Regions from separate parts of the Pan troglodytes genome. Here region 1 is linked to region 2. Evidence: chromatin contacts called from public HiChIP or PLAC-seq data. All regions are on one chromosome and are shown on one strand. The core of a region is the stretch at or near the end of the contact, and the rest is flanking DNA. Distances in the headings are between cores, read along the strand shown. Region 1 holds the start of TRIO (trio Rho guanine nucleotide exchange factor). Region 2 holds the start of DNAH5 (dynein axonemal heavy chain 5).

What was found. HiChIP or PLAC-seq counts read pairs in DNA pulled down with a chosen protein or histone mark.
Region 1: a contact with region 2 is called in an H3K4me3 HiChIP or PLAC-seq map of stem cell-derived excitatory neurons, with 2.6 times the contacts expected there. The contact joins the promoter of TRIO here to the promoter of DNAH5 in region 2. A contact is called at or near these places in 1 of 7 Hi-C or Micro-C datasets (stem cell-derived neural progenitor cells) and 1 of 1 datasets of contacts at active chromatin or transcription factors (stem cell-derived excitatory neurons).

What each region holds. Positions count from the first base shown.
Region 1 is chr4:14,793,556-14,796,639 of NHGRI_mPanTro3-v2.0_pri, forward strand. TRIO (trio Rho guanine nucleotide exchange factor) reads left to right here and starts at 1,371. Exons shown (of 57, transcript XM_016952961.4): 1 at 1,371-1,542. The coding sequence starts at 1,386.
Region 2 is chr4:14,661,836-14,664,778 of NHGRI_mPanTro3-v2.0_pri, forward strand. DNAH5 (dynein axonemal heavy chain 5) reads right to left here and starts at 1,440. Exons shown (of 79, transcript XM_016952957.4): 1 at 1,264-1,440. The coding sequence starts at 1,428.

The DNA of each region.
Region 1 (3,084 bases), core at 121-2,620, 130 kb after region 2:
TCTCCAACTCTAACCCTGTACCACAAGGATCACTCTAGCCTCTTCCGGGCTGTAACCTCCACTCCAGCAGTGAAGATTTGATGGCCACCATCCACCATTTACATTTGTCTATTTCCAGTATACTCGTGTGGTGGTTTCATCACCCAGTTGTTTTTCATCTCTCTTGCTTCTGCCTGTTTCCCCCGGCACTGGATCCTTTCACTCTCCTCGTAGCCGGGGCATAGGCGTTTTGAACTAGAATATTCGTCCAGCGCTGATTTGACATGGATCTTCCGCAAAGGAACATTTCTTTTGGCCTCCCCAGACCCCGTCGTCTTCCCCATTCATTCTGGCGGAGTAAGGACTGAGAAACCGTGAACCCGAGGTTCAGCAGCCGAAAGTCCCCTGGGAGACGGGGATACACCGAGAGGAATCCCATTTTACAGGAGAGCTTTGTACCCTTAGGAGTACCGTGGCCTCCGGGACTGGAGCAGATAACCTGTTTTCGGGCCCTCTATGTTCACTCAACAACTATTAAGAAGCCCCCTCCCCGAGCCAGGGCCAGCGCTGAGCCCACTAGGGAGGCACCCGCCCCGGCCCGCGTCACCCCGCCTTGCGGGCTAGACGACGAAACGCCTCGGCGCTCAGGGGACCGCGCACCGGTGCAGGAGCCAGCGCCCCGGTTGAGGGCGCAATGCCGGGCCTGGGAAGGTCCGCCCCGCCTGGTCAGAGCTTTCCTGCGCCTTCCAAGGCTTGGAGCTGCCCCGGGGAAGCAGACCGAACCAAACCGAACGTTCCTGCAGCCTCCCCGCCGGCCCTGCGGGAGCCCATCCGCCCAACGCGGCCCCGCCCCTCCCCCAGGCTCCGCCCACCGCCGAGCCCAGGCTCGGCCCTTGACGAAGTTCGCCGGAAATTACCGAAGCCCCTCTTTTTTTTCCTTCCTCTCCGTTCCCTGTTCTCCCTTTTCCTTTCACCCGGGTTCCCTCGGCCGTGATTTCCCCCTCCCCCCTCCTTCCTTCCCCATTGAAATCAAGATGGAGGCTCGCGGCAGCCGCCGGCGCCCGTGATCCCGGAGCTCTCGCCGGCCACGGGCCCCCGCCCTCGCGACTGCGTGTCCGGGAGGCGCGTGCTGCTGCCCGCGCTCCGGCCGGCGCCCGGGAGGCCGTGGCTCCGCGCCTCCGCCCCTCGGCCAGCTCGCGGCTACCGGGCGGAGTCCTCGTCTATGTGGGCGCGCTCCTTGGGCCGAGCCGCCGCCGCCGCCCCCCGCCGCCCCGGGGCTCTGCGTCCGCGCGCCGGGCGCGGGCAGCTGGGTGCTCGGCGCCGCCAGGCCCGGCGCGGAGCGGGCGGCACGCGGCGCTAGGGGCGCGGGGCCCGAGGCGGGCGCGGCCGCGGGCGCCGCCGCAGCCATGAGCGGCAGCAGCGGCGGCGCCGCCGCCCCCGCCGCGTCCTCCGGCCCCGCCGCGGCGGCCAGCGCGGCTGGCTCGGGCTGCGGGGGCGGTGCCGGCGAGGGGGCAGAGGAGGCGGCCAAGGACCTGGCCGACATCGCGGCCTTCTTCCGATCCGGTGAGTGCAACTGCGGCCGGCCCGCCCAGCGGCGCTGCCCCAAGCGCTCGGCCGACCCGCCGCGGAGCTGCCGAGCTCCGGCCACCGCGCGCTGGTGCCCGCCCGTCCGTCCGTCGGGGCCCGCACGCTCTCGCCTGGGACCACTGCTTCCATGCGCCGGGGCTGCCCGCCTCACATCCGCGTGTCCCGCTGCCCGCGCAGCCGGGCGCGCGGCAGCTTGGCCCGAATGCCACCACCTCGCCCTCCCTGCGCCCGCCCTTCGTTTTAGGGCAGAATCCCCCGGTCTGCTGCTCCCGGCCCCCGCGGCTTCGCGGGTTGGGGCGCCGGCTCTTTGTCTCTTTCGCTGGAGGACCGAGGAGGCGGCGGCGGAGATGGCGTGGGCGGAGGCTCTTACCCCGGAGGCCGAGCGGATTGAGCCGGGGCCGGTCCGGGACGGGAAATTGGTCTTTGATCTGTGCCTGTCTCTGGCTGATTTGTATCTGGAGCCTCCTCGACCCCATTAGCAGCCGGGTTTCTTTGCTTGGCCCTCTAGCCTGTCATCTCCCCGGCCTTGGTCTACACTTCTGTGAAACGGGGCAGTCACGGCACTCACTGCCCAGGGAGTGGGGACGGTGGCCGAGCTGAAGCTCGGAGGACCGGGAGGCGCGGTGAGCCATTGTCTCCGGGGACGACCCGGGAGGGTCAGCTGGGAACGTGGCCCCGGGGGGGCGGCGCGGGGCTGGGGCTCGCGGGGCACTGTGTGGGTGGCGTGGAGGTGGAGGCAGTGCCAGGTGGCCCCGAGTCCACCCCGGCGCAGAGGGGGTGGCCGCGGGAGAGGCGCGGGTGGCGACCGGTCCGCGGGAGGGGCACCGGGTTTGCTGCGCAGGGGGCGTGACAGGGCGTCCCCGGTACCCCAGCGGCGGCGCCTCCTCCCGCTCCGGCCCAGATCCCGCGCGAGCCGGGCCCGCGTCCCCGCGTCCCGCGTCCCCGCGCCCAGTCCGGTCTGCTCGCGCGTCGGCTGAGCAGCAGCAGGAGGAGGAGGAGGCGGCGGCGGCGGCCTCGGGGCCCGCAGCCCAGAGCGCAGTCCTTAGCGGGCCGGGCACGGGGCAGGGAGGATGCAGACTCCGGGTTGGAGAGCGGAGGAGGGCGGGCCAGGTCCGGGCCTGGAGAGGCGGGCGGGGGTGCTGGTGGCGGCCTCGGGGAGGACGGCCGGGCTGGGGACACCGACGGGCCGGGGGAGCGGCCCTGCGCTGGGGGACGCGCGGGAGGTCGGCGGTTCACGCTTTTCCGTGGCCTCTTTGAAAATCACCTCCCCAGATTCGGTGAGATCAGTTCCCCAATCCGGGTCACGAGGAGCAATTGCAGCGGGAGGGCGATGGTGAGAGGCAGAAGTTAGCAGTGCTGGTAGATACCTGGTTTAGTACTGTCTTCTCTTGGTTGTCTTGATCTTTGCTAGGCGGGGTTATTTTTGATTCATTTTAGCAGATTGGTTGTGGCTGGGAGTGACACAGCCGACTGTCCAGTGTTAGCTTGGGGTTAATCTACTCCCCAGTGCTCACTCTC
Region 2 (2,943 bases), core at 190-2,689:
AATATAACAACCCAGATGAAAGCTAATAGCCATGCTTTATATCCTTAAAGGGGAAAACTTGGTAAATTTATGTAAGATTGTAGTATATATGGATTTAAAATTAAGACATAGAAAAAAGTCATTGGTTTATTGGTATTAGAAGTAACAATGTCATCTGTCATTTCAGGGTCCCATTTTCTTTGACAGAAAATGAGAACAGTCACTTGAAATACTAAAAAGAGCTAACGAGTATGTCTTCAATAAACACAAAATATAGTGAAAATTCCAAGTATTTATGACATAAATTATATGAAAATGAGAATATTAATATGTCTACCATAAAAGGGTACACACAAAAATAAAAGCCAATTTTGAGAAAGGTAAATATCTACAGAGAGGAGGAAAACGCTGAAGTATTATTTGCATAATCTAGATACATTGCTCTTAATTCAACAAGTATAAATTTATATCTTTAAAATCATGACAAAGTGCATATTTTATCGATTAGCATAATAGATCCCTACAGTTATATGACTATAGTGTACCTGATGAAAATATATATGAATGCAATCGTCCTTGAAGATAAATGCAAAAACAAGTACTGTACTTGGATTATTCTTCAATCCACAATATTCACTTAAAAAAAAAAAGAGCCAGACTAATGAAATGAAAGCTGATGTAAATGTACAGCGTGCGTTTCCAGCTGCACCTGCTCCGATGAGCACCGAGGCAAATGTAAGAGACAGAAAGAACCCACCCAGCGGGGCTTTCTCTGCACACCGTACCCCTCCCTCTCTCCAGGGGAACTAAACATTCGCTTTTGTCCAAACCCAAAGGCTAATGAGAGCTGGTAACAGCCAACGAACGACAGACACAAAAGCGACCTTCGCCACACCTGGATATCTCTGATGCTCGCTATGGGACAATGGGTGGATTGGGTCCACGTCGCAGACAACCAATGGCCTTTTTAGCAGCAAGAGGAAGAGAAGGAAGTCCCTGAACTTAGTGCGTTTTGCATTTTGGGGTGCCCTGGTAGGCGTGATTGACAACTACCACCTGAGGAAAAAAACGTGCGAAATTCCAGAAACAGCAATCCCAGCCCTAAAAGGTCAAGAAAGTGCTTTTGGCCCCCAAACTCTGAAAACCCCGGACCACAAGCCGAGCCCCTCCCTGGTCTCTGCCGCCAACCCCGCGAGCCAGGGAACCCCGGGCCGCTCGGCCGCGCATGCGCCGCGGCGGCCCTGGCTGGGCGTGGGAGCCGCGTGGCCCGAGCGCGCAAAGTACCAGCTTGTCCATGGCGCTGTGCTGCGGCGCTCCGCTGGGACTCGTAGCGATCCCCCGGTGCAGGGAGGACCCCGCCGCAGCCGCCGCGCCCTGCCCTCGTCTGCTCTCCGGAGTCCGCTCAGGCCGCCCGGCTAGCCGGCTGTTTGCTGCCCCTGCCGTTGCCATGGCGACGGGCAATGCTCCGCCTGGGCCTGGCCACCGCCCCTAGCGCGGCGCGGCGCGGCTCTGCGCTTCCCGGGCTCCGGCTCCCGAGCTACTTGCATGCTCGGAGCCGGCTCCGGTTCCGGGGAAGCCCAGAGCTTCTGGCCTGCCACTGGGCCCCAGGTGCCGTTTCTTGACTATTTTCCATTAGGTTTCTCTTAGCTCTCCCCTGATTGTTTAGCATTTGTTTGAATGTGGAATTTTGAGTGTTTCTAGCTTTAGGAGGAAAAAATAATTCAAAATGAAATTTAGAAGATTTCAACATTAATTCGCACAGTCTTGATTATTAGTCTTAGACTGTAAGTTTTAGATTCTTCTCATTGCTTCCGTGTCTGGTACCTTCACAGCTATTTCTCCAGCTAAGACCTCCATAGAAACGTTTAACTTTGAGTTTTAATCTATAGGTAATAAAGATAACTTTCTAAACACTGTACACCCATCAGAATAATACCTCATTGGCATGTATGAATTCCAAGCAAATTTGCCTTAAAGCACTTTCCAAAAAAATTTGAATAGAAATATTTCGTATCTGCAAAATCTTTCTCATCTGGGCCAGCACTGTCCAATAGAAATATAATGCCTGACACATGTGAAAGTTTATGTTTTTAGGAGCCACATTTTAAAAAGTAAAAGAAGCAGGTGAAATTAATTTTAATAGTATGTTTCAGTTTCTTCATTCATTAATGAAGTCATTACTGTTTCAGCCAAAATATTATTTCAATATGCTACCAATATAAAAATTATTCATGAGACAGTTTACATTCTTTTATCGTACTAGTCCTCGAAATCTGATGTGTATTTTACACGTACAGCACATCTCAATTTGGACTAGCCACATTTCAAGTGCTCAATGGCCAGTGTGACTGGTGGCTACTATATTGGTCACAGCAGATCCACTAGGCCAGTGCTTTCCAAACTTTTTGGCACCAGGGATTGGTTTCGTGAAAGACAGTTTTTCCACAGATGGGGCAGGGGGTGGTTGCCGGATGATTCAAGCACATTACAGTTATTGTGCACTTTATTTCTATTATTATTGTATTGTAATATATAATGAAATAATTATACAACTCACCGTAATGTAGAATCAGTGGGAGTCCTGATCTTGTTTTCCTGCAACTAGATGGTCCCATCTGGGGGTGATGGGAGACAGTGACCAATCATCAGGCATTAAGATTCTCCTAGGAGTGTGCAACCTAGATCTCCCCCATGGGCGGTTCACAATAGCACTGGTATTCCTATAAGACTCTTATGCCCTGGCTGATCTGACAGGAGGTGGAGCTCAGGCAGTAATGTGAGCGATGGGGAGCACCTGTAAATACAGATGAAGCTTCTTTGGCTTATCTGCCTCTCACCTCCTACGATGAGGTCTGGTTCCTTAACAGACCACAGACCTGGGTTGGGAGCCCCTGCACTAGACTATGAACTCTAGGAAGACCAGCCCCAGATCTCCATGAGGCGGGGAGGATTTCGTCTCCTTGT